Linked DNA regions of Sus scrofa: all the other regions are linked to region 5. A link is a contact called in public Hi-C, HiChIP or PLAC-seq and promoter capture Hi-C data. All regions are on one chromosome and are shown on one strand. Each heading gives the region's core, a stretch centred on a gene start, on an enhancer-like site or on the middle of the called end of the contact. The rest is flanking DNA. Distances are from core to core; before and after follow the strand shown. Region 1 holds the start of DUSP5 (dual specificity protein phosphatase 5). Region 2 has its middle 55 kb from the start of MXI1. Region 3 holds the start of SMC3 (structural maintenance of chromosomes protein 3). Region 4 has its middle 23 kb from the start of SMC3. Region 5 holds the start of SMNDC1 (survival motor neuron domain containing 1).

What was found. Promoter capture Hi-C pulls out the DNA fragments that hold promoters and counts their contacts. Hi-C and Micro-C count contacts between places; a contact is called where the count stands out from the background. HiChIP or PLAC-seq counts read pairs in DNA pulled down with a chosen protein or histone mark.
Region 1: a contact with region 5 is called in a Hi-C map of skeletal muscle, with 1.9 times the contacts expected there. The contact joins the promoter of DUSP5 here to the promoter of SMNDC1 in region 5. A contact is called at or near these places in 2 of 5 promoter capture datasets (fetal liver and liver), 7 of 47 Hi-C or Micro-C datasets (alveolar macrophages, fetal heart ventricle, heart right ventricle and 3 more) and 2 of 2 datasets of contacts at active chromatin or transcription factors (alveolar macrophages and skeletal muscle).
Region 2: a contact with region 5 is called in a promoter capture Hi-C map of fetal liver, with 6 times the contacts expected there. The contact joins the enhancer-like site here to the promoter of SMNDC1 in region 5. A contact is called at or near these places in 2 of 5 promoter capture datasets (fetal liver and liver), 5 of 47 Hi-C or Micro-C datasets (adipocytes, embryonic fibroblasts, heart right ventricle and 2 more) and 1 of 2 datasets of contacts at active chromatin or transcription factors (alveolar macrophages).
Region 3: an H3K27ac HiChIP or PLAC-seq map of alveolar macrophages shows a contact between it and region 5. The contact joins the promoter of SMC3 here to the promoter of SMNDC1 in region 5. A contact is called at or near these places in 4 of 5 promoter capture datasets (fetal liver, fetal skeletal muscle and liver), 28 of 47 Hi-C or Micro-C datasets (adipocytes, adipose tissue, alveolar macrophages and 15 more) and 2 of 2 datasets of contacts at active chromatin or transcription factors (alveolar macrophages and skeletal muscle).
Region 4: a Hi-C map of retroperitoneal adipose tissue shows a contact between it and region 5, with 2.6 times the contacts expected there. The contact joins the enhancer-like site here to the promoter of SMNDC1 in region 5. A contact is called at or near these places in 3 of 5 promoter capture datasets (fetal liver, fetal skeletal muscle and liver), 31 of 47 Hi-C or Micro-C datasets (adipose tissue, alveolar macrophages, blood and 18 more) and 2 of 2 datasets of contacts at active chromatin or transcription factors (alveolar macrophages and skeletal muscle).

What each region holds. Positions count from the first base shown.
Region 1 is chr14:120,904,654-120,908,276 of Sscrofa11.1, reverse strand. DUSP5 (dual specificity protein phosphatase 5) reads right to left here and starts at 1,937. Exons shown (of 4, transcript XM_003359366.4): 1 at 1,363-1,937. The coding sequence starts at 1,741. LOC110256730 (a long non-coding RNA gene) reads left to right here and starts at 2,011. Exons shown (of 4, transcript XR_002338641.1): 1 at 2,011-3,623.
Region 2 is chr14:120,586,809-120,590,638 of Sscrofa11.1, reverse strand. No RefSeq gene overlaps it. Among named protein-coding and RNA genes, the nearest start is that of MXI1, 55 kb to the left of the region's middle. Within about 2 kb of position 1,513, at least 9 of the 83 cell types and tissues checked have an H3K27ac peak or open chromatin away from gene starts, as enhancers often do. A contact at or near this core is called in alveolar macrophages and fetal liver, where this site is marked.
Region 3 is chr14:120,967,397-120,971,543 of Sscrofa11.1, reverse strand. SMC3 (structural maintenance of chromosomes protein 3) reads right to left here and starts at 1,915. Exons shown (of 29, transcript XM_005671452.3): 1 at 1,754-1,915; 2 at 373-448. The coding sequence starts at 1,768.
Region 4 is chr14:120,944,717-120,948,521 of Sscrofa11.1, reverse strand. No RefSeq gene overlaps it. Among named protein-coding and RNA genes, the nearest start is that of SMC3, 23 kb to the left of the region's middle. Within about 2 kb of position 2,106, at least 11 of the 83 cell types and tissues checked have an H3K27ac peak or open chromatin away from gene starts, as enhancers often do. A contact at or near this core is called in alveolar macrophages and retroperitoneal adipose tissue, where this site is marked.
Region 5 is chr14:120,737,887-120,741,865 of Sscrofa11.1, reverse strand. SMNDC1 (survival motor neuron domain containing 1) reads left to right here and starts at 2,193. Exons shown (of 6, transcript NM_001166309.1): 1 at 2,193-2,390; 2 at 3,587-3,706. The coding sequence starts at 3,587. LOC102164743 (a long non-coding RNA gene) reads right to left here and starts at 2,104. Exons shown (of 4, transcript XR_002338635.1): 1 at 2,024-2,104; 2 at 1,679-1,777.

The DNA of each region.
Region 1 (3,623 bases), core at 688-3,187, 170 kb before region 5:
AGACGAAAAAGCACATCAGGAAGACAAAGAAGTCAGGGGCCATGTGTACGAAACCTCTGCAGAGCTTGGAGGGCATGCTCCATCTCCTGGGGGCTGTGGTTGGCTAGGGGAGGAAGATTATCATCTTCTGACCCTGTTGTTTCCCTAAGAGGAAGCAACAGGGGACAGTCTGCAAGAGGTGCTAATAGAGTTGGGAGCTGCCCCTGTGCCTCTGAATCTTCCGGCCTGGAGTGTGTAAAATTGCCCAAGTTGCATTGTTTTAAAATAGCGCCCTCCCTCTCTCAGCTCACTGCACCTGAGTTCAGAACCATATCAATGCTACATTTCAAGGTGCCCCCTTGAGGAATTACATCTCAAGGCTGGGCCTTGGAGAACGGCCTGGGCTAAGTCCTCATCTCTGCCCTACAAGCTAAGCCTTCCATACATCTGAGGTTCCAAAGGACTCAAAAACAGGCGGCAGCAGTCATACCAAGTGATCCAGAAATCCATGCTCTGGAGTTTGAGAGTAAATTACCCACTCACCACCGAAGCCATTGCCCCCAGAAGGTGTAATGGGCAGACTGGTGACACAGCTTTTGAGAGTTTCAAATAAAAGGCGACACAACCCCCTTCGCAACCACCCTGTGGCACCTCTCCTAGGTCCTGGCTCGCTGGGCCAGCCTCCCCCGCGCTGGCAGACAGCGTTAGGGTCGCTGGGTTGGGCCACGACCCGTCTAGGAAGGGGACGAGAAGGTGGAAGAGATGGGAAGGCTGTCAGCTCCAAACTGAGCTAGAGAAAAGCCTGGAGGCGAGAAGGGGAAGCTGAGGGACAATAAAAAGCAATAAAATGAAATGGAAAGGAAGGGGAGGGACTGCCAGGGTCAAAAGGCAAGAGGGTCGATGAAGACACAGCCTAACGTAGGTTAATTGTCCAGGAGGGAGGAAAGGGGACACCGCGGCGCCACGCTCCTGGGGGAGGGGGTGGTCCCGACCTGCGGATTCCGCCAGGTCCGTCCATTAGGACGGCTCCGGAGCATAGGCCCCAGCGAGAGCGGGTAAGCCCGCGCCAGGAAACGGGGCCACTGCCCAGCACAAGCCAGCGGGCCCCCAGCTGCGTAAGCGACCCCATCTTCCCCGGCGGGCAGACCGTCAGGCGCTTTCGAGGAACGCGGGTGGGGAGGGGAAAGCCGTGAGCGCTGACATTGGCGGTGCCCTCCCCGGAGCACGTCAAGCCCCAGGGTGCAGACTCCCGCCAGTGGAGAACTTCCCGGGTTCCAGGGTGGAGGAGGGCGGCCGGCGCCAGAAGGCGACTTCAGAGTCCGGGGCCGTCCCGGCGAGGAGTCAGGTAGAGTGACGGGGGATCCGCGGCCCTGGCTCACTCACCTTTGAGGAAGTAGACTCGCGGGCCGGCGGGGAGGCAGGCGAGCAGCGAGGTGAGCACGACGCGCGCGGCACTCTCTTCGCGCAGCTTCTGCCAGTGGCGGCTGCCCTGGTCCAGCACGACTACGGCCGCCACGCCGCCGCCACCCTCTTGCAGCAGCCGCGCGCGCGCCGCCTCGTCGGGCAATACGTAGCGCGCCGACACCGCACCGCCGCGGGCCCTCCGCAGCACCACCGAGTTGAGGTTGACGTTGAGCGAGCCGCGCACGCTGGAGGCGGCGAAGGCCAGGTAGGGCCGGCAGTCGAGCACCACACAGCGCGCCGCCGCCTCCTTGCGGAGCATCTTGCGCAGCTGGCGCCCGTCGAGCGACGTGACCTTCATGCCGCCGCCCAGCGGCCGCGCGCCGGGCACCCCGCAGGTGCCGACGGCCAGGATGCCGGCCAGCGAGGCCCGGGAGGGCAACCCGCGGGGCTGCGGCCGGCCGACCGAGCCCGGCGCCGGAGCGGCAGCTCAACTCTTCTTTCCCGCCCCCTACGCTCGGCGCCCGGCCCGGCCACTCGCCGCCCCAGAAGCCGGGGATTCCGCCGGCGGCGCTGGGTTTTAAGCGAATGGGTGTGTGGCCTATGACGTGGCTGCCCATATAAGGCCAAATATGGGTATTTCCCCGCCCCTTCGGGCTGTGGCCACGCCCCCAGGGAGCGGGACGCGCGGGGCGGTCGCCAAGCGTTAGTCAGCCGGAGAAAGAGGAAGTGGAAGGCGCCTCCTGTGCTCTCTGTGGCGTTGCGCGGAGACACTCACTCGCGCATCACCGGGGACTGACGGTGGGGTGTCAGGAACGCCACGAGGCCGAGGTGACCCACGCTGTGCGGGAAGAGGAGGAAGCGGAGGAGGCAGAGCCGGCGCCGCACCAGCGGGCTTTGAGTTTCATAGACGTAGGTTCAGAACCTGCTGGGGGCCATGCCAGGCACTGCTGTAGGGAGAGCAAGGGGAGCCCTCGGCTAGTGCCCCCAGATGAGTCAGAAGTAGATTTCGATCCTTACGGGTCTTTACGCGGGAAATGAGATGATGGTGGAATTTGCTCCAAGGGCTGGGCTATTGATGACTGAAGATTGGGCTTGTTTTGGTAATCATTGAAGCTTGGTGATGGGTACCTGGGGATTCATTATATTGTTTACTCTACTTTCCTTTATATTTTGAAATTTCCCATAAGAAAAGTACCTAGAAGTAAAAATGGAGAGAGAAGAGCCAAAAATTAATCTCCCCAAATGGATTCTGCCCTCAAAGGATTGATGGTCCTTTGTCACACTCCCAATAATAATTAGAATAATTGTTTTTGAGAAACTCTTCTCTGCCTCCCAGAAAATCCGTCCTGAGTTCAGCTGCAGCATCAACATGCGCTGTTGATGGAGCTCAGCACAGCCAACTGTCCAGGTGGCTTCTGGATTTGAGGGATTATCTGTGGATCAAGTATAATCTCAGGCTGTCTGACCCCACCAGTCCCCAGCAGTTCAGGCTTCCCATCCCCAATCTTGGGGAACTGGACGTGATTCACCCATTCAGCAAGTATTTAGTGAGGGTCAGCTTTGTGCCCTACCAGCTGCAGGGACATGCATGAGGGAAACAAGCTTCTATCCCAAAATCAGGACCAACCATTTTGTCGTGAGTGTGATGAGGAAGGAGGCTGCCTGATGGAAACACCAGGAGGGGCTTGTTTACTACCAACAGAGGGAATGAGGTTTTTAGGAGGAAGCAGAAATCAAATTCTGAAATCAAATGCAATCAAACCAGGCACAGATAGCCAGCTATTGCCTCTGGGTCTCAGCTGCCCTCTGTTAAGAGGTGCTGTCCTTGCTCTGTCAGTGGCATCTTAATTAATATGTGTTGTAGGCAGAGCAAGGGTTTTCTTTCTTTTGGGGATTATCCGTGCCAGCCTTCCCTGCATTCTGCTCCTCCTCCAGTGTCACCAGAACCATCCACCCCCTGACATTTCAACCTAAGACCAACCTCCACACACATGGAGCACCCACATGGCCAGGCTCTGTATTGGTTGCTAGAAACTAAAGTAAGCAGGCTCACTCTCTCCAGCTGCCCCCTGCTCAGAGAGGAGGCTTAGACTAGTCACAGGCCACTTTAAGATCCTGTGGTCAGTGCAGAAGAACATCCACGGTCTGCAAGGTGGGGCTGGAATGGCGCCCTGGAGAAGACCTCCCAGAGCAGAGGAAGCTGAGGTGAACTTAAAAGAATGAATTGAGGTGAGCCAAGC
Region 2 (3,830 bases), core at 264-2,763, 150 kb after region 5:
TGGAGAGCTAGGAAGTCACCCGAGAGGGCGCAAGCCCTCTGCCGGGTATGCAAGTTGAGGGAGATGGGTGTAAAGGGGTTCTGTTTGCCAGGGAGTAGGAACTGGGTTCTACAGACAAGACTGGAGTAGAGGACAGAATCATCATCAAAGAGCTGATGATGACAGATCTGAGCTCTGACAGGTAAGGGCCTGAGGCTGGAGGAGTGGACAGAGAACTCATTCTGCCAGCAAGTGTCGAAAGATGAATGAGAGGTCTTCTGACTCACGGGCAAAAGGCCATTACCACAACCAGGTCTAGAGGAAGTACCATGTAGAATCAAAGCTGTTCTGCTAGTTTAAAATCATAGCCTTGGAGTTCCCGTGGTGGCTCTGCAGAGATGAATCTGACTAGTATCCATGAGAATGTGGGTTTGATTCCCTGTCCTTGCTCAGTGGGTTAAGGATTGGGCATTACTGTGAGCTGTGGTGTAGGTCGAAGACGTGGGTCGGATCTGGCGTTGCTGTGGCTGTGGCATAGGCTGGCAGCTGCAGCTCTAATGTGACCCCTCGCTTGGGAACTTCCACACGCTACAGGTGCGGCCCTAAAAAGAAAAAAAAAAAAATAAATAAATCATAGCCTCTTTTACTCTGGTAGGAAGAAGGGGGAACACAGGCCACTCTGTGATTCCCTTCTATCCAATTGGTACTCTTTTTTTTTTTTTAGGACTTGCGGCAGATGGAGGTTCCCAGGCTAGGGGTGTAATTGGAGCTGCAGCTGCCAGACTACACCACAGCCACAGCAATGCCAGGTCAGAGCCACGTCTGTGACCTATACCACAGCTCCCAGTAACACCAGATCCTTAACCCACTGAGGGAGACCAGGGATCTAACCCATGTCCTCATGGATGCTAGTTGGGTTCCTTAACCACTGAGCCATGAAGTGAACTCCCTCCAACTGGTACTCTTGAGGAGCTTCTTATAGTGACTCCTAGTAGGGGAGGCCAGACTTGTCACTATAGCTAATTTTTAAATGGGAAAACTGTACTTTCAGTTTGAGAAAATTAGTTCCCAAGGAACATATGGGCATTTTTGCAGCTAGTGCTTTGGTGGCTGTCCCTTGTCCTCCCAGGTAGGTTCTGGTGTGGAATTCTAATTACCCATTCTGGCTACCTTCTGAGTCTGTTGTCACATGGGGCTGCTTCCATTGTGAGAGTCAGGCCAGGCCCCTTCTCCATCAGCTGGGGGACTTGACCCCCTCACCTGGCTGTAGACTCTAGGACTAGTCCTGATGAGACAGGAGGACCTAAGGTGGCTTCAGTTCCAGGTTCTGAGACTCACTCAGCATCAAGCCATGCCTGTCTCTGGGCCAGTCGTGACCTTGTGTCTTGGCTCCATGCAGCGCTTTTGTTCCTGGGATCCTGAGCGGTCCTCTGACAACAGGATCCACGTGTCATTCTCCTGACGTCTGAGTTCCTGTGCTGAAGAACTAGACTCAGGCCCTGAAAGCCTGAGGCCCTGCCCTGATCTTGCCATTGCCCCACAGGAAGTGGAGGAAGCGCTGCTCTTGAAGCTTACCCTGGCGCTGGGGCTGGTCCATGTGCTACATACAAGACTCTTGCAGTCCTGCTATCCTGCCCCAGATTCCTGATGGGCACTTACACTTTCCCCGATGCAGATCACAGTACCACACTGTGCTTTGGGTCGATTGCCACATCCTCTATGCTTTACCTGGTGGGCTGGGCTGGGCTTCCTATGAGCTGCTTCAGCTCAAGCTATTGCCCCAATGCCTGACTTTGCTCAGTGAGTGAGTAGAATTCCAGAGCTTGCCCCACCCAGTCTGCCCTGTTCTTCTGCAGTTAATTGAGCCATGCTCAGCTTGACTTTAGCAAGTGTATGTTCATGTACTCTTGCTCAAGATTAACCTAAAGGTAAAATGGAGGTATAGACCATACATACCTATATAAGATCATTTCGCATATACGGTCCTAAAATAAAAATATTGCTTAAAAGATCTTTCTTTCTTTTTTCTTTGCTTTTTAGGGCCCCACCCGAGGCATATGGAAGTTCCCAGGCTAGGGGTCGAACTGGAGCTACAGCTGCTGGCTTATGTTATAGCCTTAGCAATGTGAGATCCAAGCCGCTCTATGGCCTACACCATAGCTCAGGGCAATGCCAGATCCCTGACCCACTGAGCAAGGCCAGGGATTGAACCTGAATCCTCACGGATGCTAGCTGGATTGTTTCCACTGCGCCACAATGGGAACTCCTGCTTAAAAGACATTTCTAAAAGGAAGCATCTCAATTGCCACACAACACGTTTTAAAGGGCTTAACACGCCCAAACACCCAGATGCAGTGGAAGCCTCACCCTCCCTCTCCCCCTCCCAGCACCGTGGCTGGGTAGATAATATTTGGAATATATTTTTGGTTGTCTTAATAGCCTCAAATGACCTTTACTTCAGTTGAAACAATTGAAGCCAATGTTTCTAAAATAGAAATCAGATAGGAAGTAATGTTTAACCTTAACTTGTTAGTCCAGTAAACACCTTTGGAAGAGAACGTCTATGCCTGCCAGCAAGTTGACTCTACCTACACTTTCTCTCGTAAAACCGAGGAGATCATCTACTCTGAAGTCAAAGTCTACCAAGCCAGTCACCACTGAAATCCAGCCTCTAGAGCATTACTCAACAGGAAAGAGGTGGGTTATAGAGTGCAGCAACGACTTCCTCCATAGCTCCTGCTCAATAAGAATCTGCAGAAGCTATTGTTTTTGGAAAAAACAATTAGTTTAGATCCCACTTAAGAAAGTGCCCTTACATTAAGTAAGAACATACGCTAGTCCAGCAAATCATTGAAAAGCATCTAGCAGCACTGCAGCTTCAGGTCCAGGCTGGGGCTGTCACTACCAGCTTCCCCCTCCCCCTGAAAATACCATTTAAGTCAAGAGGACCAGTGGGAAATCCACAGACCAGTCTACCTCTTAACTCCTGCAGTTTATCACCATACCACTTTCTCATTTCCACCCCCACCTGCTAGGATATTACTGCTTTGGGAAATCCAAGTTTTCCTTGAAAAATCTCAAGTCTAAATATCACCCTGATAGGACATTCTTTGGCCTAAAAAGGCCAATAATTAACACTCCAAATTGGGTCTTTCCCAAGGGTTCACACGCTTACTGGCCTTCCGAGGGACAGTCTAATATAAGTTTAAAAACAATGAAGAAAAATCTTGTCTATAAGATTTTGTACTACATGTTGTTATTTCAAAAGCATGTTTAAAAGTTTTAGAATGACTTCTTAGAAATTTAATATTCTTCAGTGAATGTCCAAATTGGACTAATAAAAATCAATGCTATTGTTTTAAGGTGGACTTTAGCAAGTAAATAGTATTTTGTCTAATGATGGGAGTTACTTGGGACTGAAAATAAGGAATTAAAAAAAAAAGAAACTTTTATAAGCAAGGTCAAGGCTGGCTCTGGGAAATGACAAAAACTAAAGTCGTTTGTGAGAATAAAACAAAAGCTAGCTTAATCAATAACCTTCACCATTGCTTCAACATCAAGGCTTAACCAACCAAAAGTTTTATAGGCCTTAAAAATAATTGTGGACTGAAGATATATCCATCTATCTGCTAGATAAGACATACAACTTTTTTTTTTTGCTACATAAGGAATATCAAAAAGTATCAGTCTGTCATTTAAGATATAAATGGCATTTAAAATATTATAGGTTGCAGCAGTAAAGAAATCAGCGTCTTAGTTAACAAGATAGGAAACAAAAAAGACTCGCAGAGCATCTAACAGACTTGATATATTAGGAAAAGCAATTATTGATAAATAATATATAGGCTCAG
Region 3 (4,147 bases), core at 666-3,165, 230 kb before region 5:
TGTATCATTATCTCCACTGTACAAATGAGAAAACTGAAGCACCTCAGGGAGTGAAGTTTGAGGAATACATGGCAGCATTGGGATTTGAATCCCATTCTGTTATGATCCAAAGTTTATGATCTTCCCACACAAATACACAACATGACTACCGAATAAAAATGAGCAATTTATGATTGCCTTATCCAATATTTTAAATGTATAAAGAAAGCAACTTCATCAGTGCAAATCAAAGACAGAAAAGTAATTTCACAGAGAAAAAATACATATAAGTGTACATAATATTCAAAGACAGGTCGTCTGTAGCCTAATAGAGACAGAATTTAAATGTCTGTATAGATTGAAATCTGATCGAGTAAAACCATGAACACTTACCAATAACATTATGTTTTGAACTGAAGGGGTCTACAATTGTTTGATCTCTGTAACTTCGAAATCCCTGGATAATAACCTGATAAATAAAAAAGGGATTTATCAAAACACACCCCAAAAGGAATAACTTCTATTTATTTATTTATTTATTTATTGTCTTTTTGCCATTCCTAGGGCTGCTCCCGTGGCATATGGAGGTTCCCAGGCTAGGTAGGGGTTGAATCGGAGCTGTAGCTGCCGGCCCAAGCCAGAGCCACAGCAACGCAGGATCCGTGCCGCGTCTGCAACCTACACCACAGCTCACAGCTCACGGCGACGCCAGATTCTTAAGCCACTAAGCAAGGCCAGGGATCGAACCGCAACCTCATGGTTCCTAGTCGGATTAGTTAACCACTGAGTCACCACGGGAACTCCAGGAATAATCTCTAAACTAACACCTTTTTGCACACCTTTCCGTCCTGGTTTCTCATTTAATGCAAGATAATAAAGTTTCCATTTCAGAGAAGAAAAACTCATTTTGGAAAAACGGTGATTTAAAAAAAAAATCAGTAACCACTGCCAATGTTGCTTTTTTAGGAGCGATAATTAATAACCTGTTAGGAAATTCTCAAAATCAAGCCCAAGGTCCGTAGGAACACTAAGCATTACAAGGCTGTAGTAAAAGCACATCAAACTTGCAGACCGGCCCCAGCTTTTCTGGGCGTCCCTGCCAGCCACACTCCGGCCCAGCCAGAATGAGCATCCCTTTCGTGGAACCGCTGCTCTGAGGCCAACACATCCGACAAGAGAAACTTCTCGCAGAGCGTGAATGGGTCCATCTTTGCGGTGGACTCCAGCGCGGGAAGACCATTTTGACAGAAGTAAACAACGGAATGAGGAGGCACTACGCACCGTGCAGGAAGGAGGAGCCTTCTCACTCCTTGGCTAAGTCGGGGAGGAGCAAACCCCCAGTTAGGCTGACACCCCCAGAGGCGCCCCCGGACTGGGGAGACCCCACCACCACCACCACCACCACACACTAAACGCCCTCGCGGAGCTGCCCAGGGCAGCAGGACGAAGCCTCTTCCCGTCCCGGGCCTCTCCCGCCCCGGCCCACCCGGGAAGACCTAGTGCCTCCAACAAGACAGCCCCGCCAGCCCCTCCACCCCTCTCCCCGAGCCCGCCCCCCTCAGGCGAGCGCCCTGCAGGGCCGCCGGGGCTGCAGGGAGGAGCCCCACTTCTCCGCGGCCCTGCGCTAGTGGGTCGGCCCTCTCCCCTCCCCCACACTCCCTGTCCAGCCCCGCGTCCACCCTGCGGGGAGATGTGAAAGGCCGCGACATCCTCGCCTCAAAGAGCGGTCCTCACGAGCCCGTGGCAGGGGAAAGGAGGGACACATAGACCTCACCTGCTTTATGTACATGGTTCCGGGCGCTCCTAGCCGGGGAGACGGCCTCCGCCGCAAAAAGCAACAGCGAGGGCGCGGGGTCTGGTGAGGAGCCTAGGAGACCCCTCCCCCCAGAGCGCCGCTCGCTCCCCTCCAGCCAAACAAAATGGCGGCGCCCGCGGAGGCGGAGTCCGCGCCTCGGACGGAACCACCCTCGCGACCCCCACGGAGCGTAGGGGGAATCAGGGTTAGGTCCGTTCTTTCTTTTTGGCAAAAGGAACCTTCTACGATGTCTTCAGGTGTATTTCACTTGATCCCTCAATTTTTAGCTGAACTTTTCTGGAGAAATTGTCGGAAGTTTCATTCAGAAAAGCCTCGATCGTGTGGTTGGCCCGTATTTCCTCCGAGCTCAGAGATAATGGTTGCGGCCAGAAGGGGGGAAAGGTTCGGCGCCAAAGCCGAGAGCTAGAGGCGGAGGGCCAGTAGCGGTGCGGGGCGGAGGTCACGTGGTCTCCGACTGTATAAAAATGGGACGACACCACTCCCGTCCCCCCCCAACCAACGCCGCGCGCGGGTCGTGCCATTCCCCCAAACCTGCTGAATGCAGGATCGGGGGCGGGACGGTGTTCGGCGAGCTGAATTCCGGCTGTTCCATTATTCTCTCTTACTCGGGGACTTTTATAAATTTAGAACGGCTCTCAATGGCTCTAGACTGTCCACTCGCAGGACAGCCCCATGTAAACTTGGCGCTGGAAAATTAGTTGTAATAATGTCATGGTTAATACCTCCGGAGCTGTTACTGCTTTATTTGCTATAAATCTAGGCAGATTGGACAACTGCAGCAACAAGATTTAGATAAGATTAAAAGTTCCCCCCAACCCCGCTTTTTTTTTTTAACAGTCTGAAAGCTAAGAGGCGCCAGTGGCAACCGTTGGTGTAGCTGATGTATATCAATCCTAGGGAAAAAACCATTTGATTAGAAATTGGGCCACTGTGAAGTTACTTGCCAACCAAGTTGGTCCCTCCTCACCACCCCTCCCACTGCCCTTGGGCAGTTCCAGCCCTATTTACTGGATTAGCATCTCTATACTGTTGATTTCTAACTCTGGGATCATAGACACATTGATATTGAAGTTTTAAGTCTTCTTTACTAACCTATAAAATGAGGATAAAACCATTTTCATGTTTAGAATTGCAGAAACAATGCATAAGGCTATTCTATTTACCTAAATTATAGAGGTATATAGATGAAAGCATGGTGACCAAACATTTATGATGTTCTTTACAGTGATGAGAGTTTTACTTATTTAGACATACTAAATGAATCTTATCCAATTGGTTTATATAACTTATACAGGCAGAAAAAAATAAAGATTAGTGGAAAACTAATATATAAAAATAAAATATAAAAGGTGATTTGAGAATTAACATTCTTGTATTATTTATTCTGTCTCTACTACAATATAAATCCAAGAGAGAAAGGGTTTATCTCGTTTCTGCTGTTTCTTTAGTAACTCATTCCTAGAAAGTACTCAGTAATTATTTAATGAAAAGTTTCAGGAGTTCTCTTACAGCACAGCAGGTTAAGGATCAGGTATTGTCACTGCAGCTGCTTGAGTTCCTTTTGTGGCATGGGGGTACAATCAAGTTCAGGAAAGCAAAGTATTTATCTCAGTGCCTTGGCTCCTTTATGCCCAGGGATATTTAGGGTCTTCAGGAACCCATCCCACCCACTTCCTATCACCATGGCAGCATCCTTCTCTTGTGGGAAGCATTTAACAGAATAGGTGGATGTCCTTTCACAGGGAGAAATAGTTCCTCCAAGTGATGCACTATCTGGGGGCAAAGGGACATTCCCAAATGAAACTGACACCATAAACCAGAAAACTACACAATGCCTACTTGCTCATAGTCAAACAAATGAGTACTGTAGTTTTTTGGGTTTTTTTTTTGTTGTTTTTTTTTTGTTTTTTAATCTCAGAACATCTCATTAACACATAGCATCACCTCCTTCAATATTTTTACTTTTTTCCCTCCACCCCGCCTTGGATTGATTCAACATGCTCCTCAATACACATTTGGGGGTGGGGAGGGGAAAGGTACTAACCGTAAAGTCTCTTTAAAAATGTGTGAACATAGGTTTGGCACTTGCCATCAGCCTTTACATGAGGCACTGCAGCTGCCGACCCACAGCAACCCCTGAGTGGAGACCAGGAGTGAGGCACTGAGCTCTGGGAAAACCCGAAGAAAAGGTCTTTGATAATCAGATATTTTTAGAAGATTTTAGAGCCTAATTCTTGCATGTCCTAATATCTAGAAAACACTAAAATCCTTCCATGATGACTGATGTCTGTGACTAGTGGTCACCTTCACGAGACCAGCAGCAAACTTCTGCGCCTCCCCCTTTCACCGTTA
Region 4 (3,805 bases), core at 857-3,356, 210 kb before region 5:
CTCATGGATACTAGTCAGGTTCTTTACTGCTGAGCCACAATGGGAACTCCAGTAAGGAAGTATTTGTATTTTGACTCACTTTCTTAAAAAAAAAAAAAAAATGACTACAAGGTAATCTTTGGCCAGTAACTTCCAGTCATCTTCCTGACTGTCTGTTGTGGGTCCCCAAGATGAAACACTCGTTGTCCTGACAACTCTCTTGGGAAAAGTGTGCTTGCTGACCTCACCACAAGCTCGCTTTTAACCCAGTGTGTTTAATGAGCAATAAACGTTTTAGTGTTGTGAAAATTGTAAATCGGAAGTCAATAAAGCTGAGTAAAAGGTGGAGAGCCCCTTCGGGGGAGTATCAGGCACCAGCAACATCCAGTACTTCCGTTCCACCTCATATTTTGCCTGCTGTGGTTGCTGAAACTTTGGAAACTCTTTAACCCAACTTTTTAATGTTAATTTAAGTAACTAAGAAATGCACATGATAAAATGACATTAAGTGACTAAAGTCTCCCTCCCTCCCCCAGACCTAGTCCTTTGGTCTCCCCTTCCAGGGACAAACACCATGACCAGTTTTTTGTTTTTTTGTTTTTTGGTTTGTGTGTGTGTGTGTGTGTGTGTGTGTGTGTGTGTGTGTGTATCCGTTTGGAGGGTCACTAAACAATCAGAAGGCATTTTATTTATTGTCCATAGAATGTGCATTTGTGTACTGCCTTAAAAAATAATGCTTTCTCATTTCTCCTAACACTATTCATTCACTTAATTTAACTGGGGACCAGTACCAGGCATACAAGGACCATAAGGCAGTTGTGACCTTCAGGGAGCTCTTATAAAGCAGAGGCTACTTGGATTGGTGGCCCAGACACCCCTTAGTCCCACCTGGTCACCACTGGCGCCATCTTGTGGCAGTGGCTGGTTGTCGCAAAGCCTCCAGCCAAGGCCTTCCCTGTGCAAAGGGAAATTCTTCTCCTCAAAGTTCCCATCAGGACCCAAGAGGCTCTAGTGCGGAACAGGCCTCATGAACATTTTCCTTTCGAAGTGCTGAGAATTCCCAGCCTAGCATCCCTGAACCGGAAGGGACTTTAGAAGGTGACTCTCAGACTCCCCCTCCCACACATCCCATCCTCATCATGGAAACTTCTGACCTCGGTAGGGTTGGGAACACACCAAGGACCAGGCACTTCTTCCCGGGGCAGCCCACTCAGTGGTCACATAACACAATGGCTAGAAATATCTCCCCATATTAGACAAGACATGTGACTCAGGGACACCCATCCTCTGTTCCCAGTGCAAGATCGTCCAACAGGCCAACCAAACAAGGCTGATGAGATCAGCAAAGTGGAGGCATCTGAAGCCATAAAAAAAAAAAATTCAAAGGATATTGATATTTGATACTATTAAAAAAGACAAGGAAAGAAAGCATCAAAGTGTGGTCATATCATAAGAAAAATCAGACTTGATTGGACTTCCTTACCTTTGTTTTTAGAAATTAGAGTGTTTTATGTTGGGTTACCCATTGGGGGAGGGTGGGCAAGAAATAGCATCTCTAGAGGTTTAAGATTCTACAGGTGGTAAACAATGTTTCTAGATTCTGCTCTTTGCGTTTACCCAGAGGAAGCGTCCCCCTCCAGACAGCCCTGCAAGTAGCTGATGACTCCTGCTCTCACATTCAACGTTCGCTGAAGTTTGTCAACCTCCAGGAAGCCCTTTCTGAGCAACTGGGAGAGAGCTGGGGTTTCCCCCAAGTCACACAACCCCATCTGTGTTTGTCTTTCCACTCAGAGCCCTGACTCCTATGTTTGGAGATGGCAGTCTCTTCTGAGTGGGTGCCCGCGAGGCGCCCACAAGGTCAGTGACTACTCCTTACTTCACGGCTGAGGCTTGAACATCCGCCTACCTGTCCCCATCAGCCTTACATCACCAGTCTAGGGGGGTTGGGATCGTCATCCTTTTGTCTCCTTACCCAGTCCCAGGACAACCAGGGTCTCCCACCAGGCTCTCCTTAGCAGGGTTGTTGGACGGGGCTGAGGTTGAAAGCTGGTGCCTCTTAGCCTGGTAGGATGAGGGCAAAGGAAGGGGTGACTAAGCCTCCCTGGCAGCCCAGGGGTCATACATATCATGGCTCATTACTAAACAGGGCATGGCAGAGTGAGGGCTCTGGAGCACAGGGGACCCTGAATGATACAGGAAGTGGTCACTGTGATTCAACCACAGAACTTTTTTCCTGAGTGTCATCTGTTGAGAGTGACACAGCTTTGGGGGAAAGTCACTGTACTGAGGTGGGGGCCTGGGTGGGCGGGGGGAATGTTTAAGTTATGGGCTGGTGGTGCCACAGAAACTGGGCAGTGAAACCAGGAAGGAGAGCAGGCTCCTGAAGCACTGGTGTCTCCATGGAGCCATGGCCAACACGGATCCCAGCCATATGGGAAGATGCTTCTCTGTAGAGGGGGCAGCTCCGAGGAGGCAGCATCTCTCTGCCTTCCTGGAGCTGGAGATTCTATTTACTAGGGCTACCACTTGGATAGTTATTTTACTTTTCCATGCCTTGATTTCCTTACTATGATGGGAATGATAGTGGAATCCACTAACAGCTTTGTTGTGAAAATAAATGAGATGTTATGTTTACCACTTAGAAAAGAGATTGGTATAAGGTAGGTTTGTAATAAGAGCTGTTATTATTTTGTATTCGCTATAACCAGAGACTCTCAGAGGTGGAAATCTTAGTCTGAAAATCCGTTTTATTTTTATTTTATTTTTGTCTTTTTAGGGCCACACTCATGGCATATGGAGGTTCCCAGGTTATGGGTCTAATTGGAGCTGTGCTGCTGGCATACGCCACAGCCTCAGCAATGCCAGATCTGAGCCGTGTCTGCAACCTACACCATAGCTCACGGCAAGGCCAAGGATCCTTAACTCACTGAGCAAGGTCAAGGTTGAACCCACCTCATGGTTTCTAATCAGATTCGTTTCCGCTGTGCCACAAGGGGAACTCCTTCCTCAATTTTAAAATGGTTAAAAAAAGAAAAAAAAAGAAAAAAGATATTAGGTTAAAATTAAGGAAATCTGAATAAAGCATAAACTTTAGTTAAAAAATAAATAAAAACATAAATGTTGGAGAGGGAGTGGAGAAAAGGGAATAGTGCCATTTGCAGCAACGTGAATGGAAATATATACACATAACATATATACATAAAACTGAATCAGTTTGTTGTACATCAGAACTAACACAACATTGTAAATCAACTACACTTCAACAAAACCAAAAACAAAGTATTTTTTTGGTTTAAAAAATGTATTGGCTAGGAGTTCCCATTATGGTTCAGGTAGTGAACCCGACTGGGATCCATGAGAATTTGGGTTCTATCCCTGGCCTTGCTCAGTGGGTTAAGGATCTGGCATTGCCGTGAGCTGTGGTGTAGGTTGCAGATGTGACCTGGATCCGTGTTGCTGTGATTTTGGCTCTGAATGGACCCCTAGCCTGGGAACTTCCATATGCTGAAAGTGTGGCCCTTAAAAAAGCAAAAAATAAAACAATGTATTAAAAAATGTATTGGCTAGAAGTAGGACTAAAACTATCTTGTTCATTATTTTATTTCAGTGCTTAAACTTGCACCTAGCACTCAGTAGGTGCTCTGTATTTTTCAGATCTTTTGCTCTTAGCAGTTTGAATATGATGTGTATAGGTTTGCTTTATTCGTTTGTGTGTTTGTTTTTAGGGCTGCATTTGCAGTAGGCTAGGGGTTGAATCAGAGCTGTAGCTCCCAGCCTATACCACAGCCATAGCAACACCAGATCTGAAACCAAGCCTGTGACCTAC
Region 5 (3,979 bases), core at 944-3,443:
TCAAAAACTACATTATATTTTAAACAGATTTCTACTATATTAAGGAAAAACCAGAGAGGACATCCTCTCTGGTTTGTCTTCCCTCTTAATTCTAGCTACACACTGCTGCCCTCTGCAGCAGGTTTTTTTTTTTTGGTTTGGTTTTTTTGTTGTTGTTTTTGTCTTTTTAGGGCTGCGTCCACACCATATGGAAGTTCCCAGGTTAGAGATCGAATCAGAGCTTAGAGCTGTCAGGCTACACCACAGCCACAGCAACTAGGGATCCAAGCTGCGTCTGTGATCTACACCAAAGCTCATGCCAAAACTGGATCCTTAACCCATTGAACAAAGCCAGGGATTAAACCTGAGTCCTCATGGATACTAGTTGGGTTCATTAACACTACCATGGGAACTCCAGCATTTTCAGTTCTTGCAAGTTGACTATCACCTCAATCATAACAAACCTGTCCTGGTTTTCTCTCTATAGTTATCTGACTCAACATGAGGGATGAGTGTGTACATAGAGAAGAACACATTAAGACCTCTTCGAAAAGAAAAGAAAACAAAAGAAAAGAGAAGGCAAGAAGGCACTGAAGCAAGATGTTGTCACAATCCAGAAGAGTTAGCCCACATTAGAGGAGGACTTTCTTAAAGTTCTAGCAAGACCCCAATCCTCCAGGGAAGATTCTCTCCTGGCATTCATATAGCCTCTGTGTCTCAGGCCTTTACCCTTTTTTAAACTATATATATTTTTTAATTTGGAAAAAACTTTTATGCTATGAAAAAAGAGGATTAAAAAGTAAAAAGCATAATCAGTGAAAACATTTTGCTTTCATTCCAAATCTCCAGGTTTGTTTATCAGTCCATAAACAGCACATAAGATTACACACTTGATGCACATTTCTTTTTAAACATAAATGGAAGTATTCACACCACTCTGCTTATCACCCAAGATTATAACTTGTTCCCCTTCAGGCGATATTAACCTACATAACGTAATGAAAACCAGGTAAGGGCTAACAAAAGAGGTTTGGGTTTTTTCCTGCCACACCCTTGGAATATGGAATATACCTGGGCCAGGGATCAAATCTGAGCTGCAGCTGCAGCAACCTGTCACAGCACTGTGGCAATGCTGGATGCTTAACCCAGGGCGCCACAGTGGAATTCCCCAAATGGGTTTTAATTAATTAATTAATTTATTGTCTTTTTGCCTTTTCTAGGGCCGCTTCCCGCGGCATATGGAGGTTCCCAGGCTAGGGGTCGAATGGGAGCTGTAGTCTCCAGCCTACACCAGAGCCACAGCAACGCGGGATCCGAGCAGACCTACACCACAGCTCACGGCAACCCAGATCCTGAGCAAGGCCAGGGATCGAACCCGCAACCTCATGGTTCTCATGGTTCCTAGTCGGATTTGTTAACCACTGCGCCACGACGGGAACTCCCCAAATGGGTTTTAAATAAACCATTCTCCTGTCCAATGGGTTCTGCCATAACCTAATCAGCGCTTTTGTAGCCACAAAGACCTTTTATGTTTGTTTTTTTTTTTTGCCAGAGCCATGTGGAAGTTGCTGAGTCAGGGATCAAACCCGAGCCACGGTAATGAAAGCCGCTGCACTGACAACGCGGAAACCTTGGGATCCTTAACCCGCTGCCGCCACAAGAGAACTCCAAGACTTTTATTATTATATACAGCTCAAACCTGCCCGGACTTTGGTATTACTTGGAGGGCTCCATGAAACAGGTTGCTGAGCCTATCCTCAGAGTTGAGTTTCTGATTCAGAGGCCTGAGGTTGAGAATCTGTAATAAATAATTTTTGCAATAAATTTTAAATTATTGTAAAAAAATAAAAACCAGGCGATGCTGATGCGGCTGGTACCCCGACTGCATGAGAACCAACCGCTAGTATGAATGCTACATTAAACCCCTTTCCTCCCACTACCCAGCACCCTGCGAACCTCTGGAAAAGCCGGACAGCACCCACCCCTAAATTAACAATCCAAAAGCTCCCCTCACTGAGCCAGAACTGAGACAAGACGAACGTACATCCGGTAACTTGTGCATCATAGTTACGCCATTTCCTTCCTTAGTAACCCCGCCCACTTCACGTCCCTAACCTGATTAAATGCAGGCAGTCTAGAGGGTACCAGGAATCACGTGATCGAGCGACGTCTCGCGAGGATTTTTAACTACTCGCGAGATTTCACCCGCCTCTGTCTTTTCCTCTTTCCAGTGCCCAGTTTTCGTCCACTCTTCTTCGCGGCCGGTAGATTTCTTCCCTCTTCAGACCGAGACAGCTTGTCGCTGCTGAGATTTTTCCTGCTGCTGTTGCTGCTGCCACTCTCGCCGCCACCGCCACTGGGCTCATTTGCCCCGACCCCTTCCCACTGCCCCGACCCCAACCCCACACAAGGTAACAAACCGACGAGGGAGCGAGTGAGGCCTCGTCGGGCCTCGGCCTCTCCCGAGTTGAAGCGGAGGCCTGAGGCCCAGCAGCCAGCCGCGCTGGAGGGCCCGGGTCCTAGCCAGAGTGTTAGGGGCGCGGTCTCTTCTCCCACCTAGAGTTGAGCCCGGAACGGCCTCGGACCGGGTTGGACTAATCCTGGGCACCCAATGGGTGGGGTAGGGGCGCGGGAGGCGTCTTAGAGACGCCCTGGCCCTTCGGTGCGGAGCGTGTTTGCGGGTGTGGGGCTCCGGCTCCGCTGGCCTCCGCTCCGTTCGTGTTTCGGTTTCCCTGGAAGCTGTTTGAATTTCGAGGTCTGAAATAATAGAGCAAGTTGTGGCGGGCTTTGAGGTACTGGTCACTGAGGGAGAACAGCCTGGCTCGCTCTAACCTCTTTGGAGCCCTTCCAGACTCTGGGCTGTAGTTGGACGAGAACTGTGAGACAGACGGGTCCTCGGAAACCCGTTGTGTTTGCTAAGAAAGCGGGAAAGAATTCTCTCCTATCTTATTTTCAGAAGAACGAGCGGGATTTGGTGAACGACACGTTTCTTTAGAATTCCTAAGGAAAATATCTGTGCTGTTTCTTTTACTGAAGAAAAACCATCAGCAATATTTAAGCGACTGGATGAAAGATTTTTGCTCTGGAGAAGAGTTTCTAAACACACTCGTATTAATTGGATAGCTCTTGTGGAGAGAATTAATTGCGTAGTTAATCTAAAAGCCATTTATATTTGGTTTGGGAAGTATTTTTTAGCGCTCAAAAAAATAAAGTCTCGCCTCTTTTAACAGTTTGGTACTTTTTCCCCCTTTTCTTTTGGTGACTATATAACAACCCTGTTAACTGAGCCTGTGTGTCTTCCCTGTTAACAAGAGTTTAAAGAAAATTAGAAAGTCTCCTTTTCCCTCTTACCTTTGTTTTCTGTTACTATATGGAGTTTTTCTGATATGTTTATAATCTTGAGCGTCTGTTGCCTTGGAGTTTGTGGTTTGGCTCACAACTTTTCTCTGAACTGAAAGTAAAGGTAACACAGATAAATTAAGCTACAATGAATTATAATGGGTTGGGAGCAAAATTGGTAAGGGTTAATTCAGACAGAGAAAAATTATTTTTTATGGTTTGTTTTTTGGTTTTGTTTTTATGGCCTTACTCTTTTCATTTTCCCCAGATGTCAGAGGATCTAGCAAAGCAGCTGGCAAGCTACAAAGCTCAACTCCAACAAGTTGAAGCTGCTCTCTCTGGAAATGGAGAAAATGAAGATTTGCTAAAATTAAAGAAAGATTTACAGGTAAGTAAGAGGGGACACTTATGGTTATGTTGCTTGAAAAGAATATTTCTGTGTTTTACAAATGATTTATTGCCTAGAATCTGTAGGTATCCAGAACACTCTTTGGAGGGAGTGTTTCTCTCCACATACACACTTCTTGTATGTACATGTGGGTATGCACATAGGCATACATGGCTTCCAGGAGTAGGATTGCTTCCTCAGTTTGTGTACATCAAAATGATTGAAACATTGTTTTTTGTTACGTCAATTTTGTACGCTCATAAAAAGTTTTAA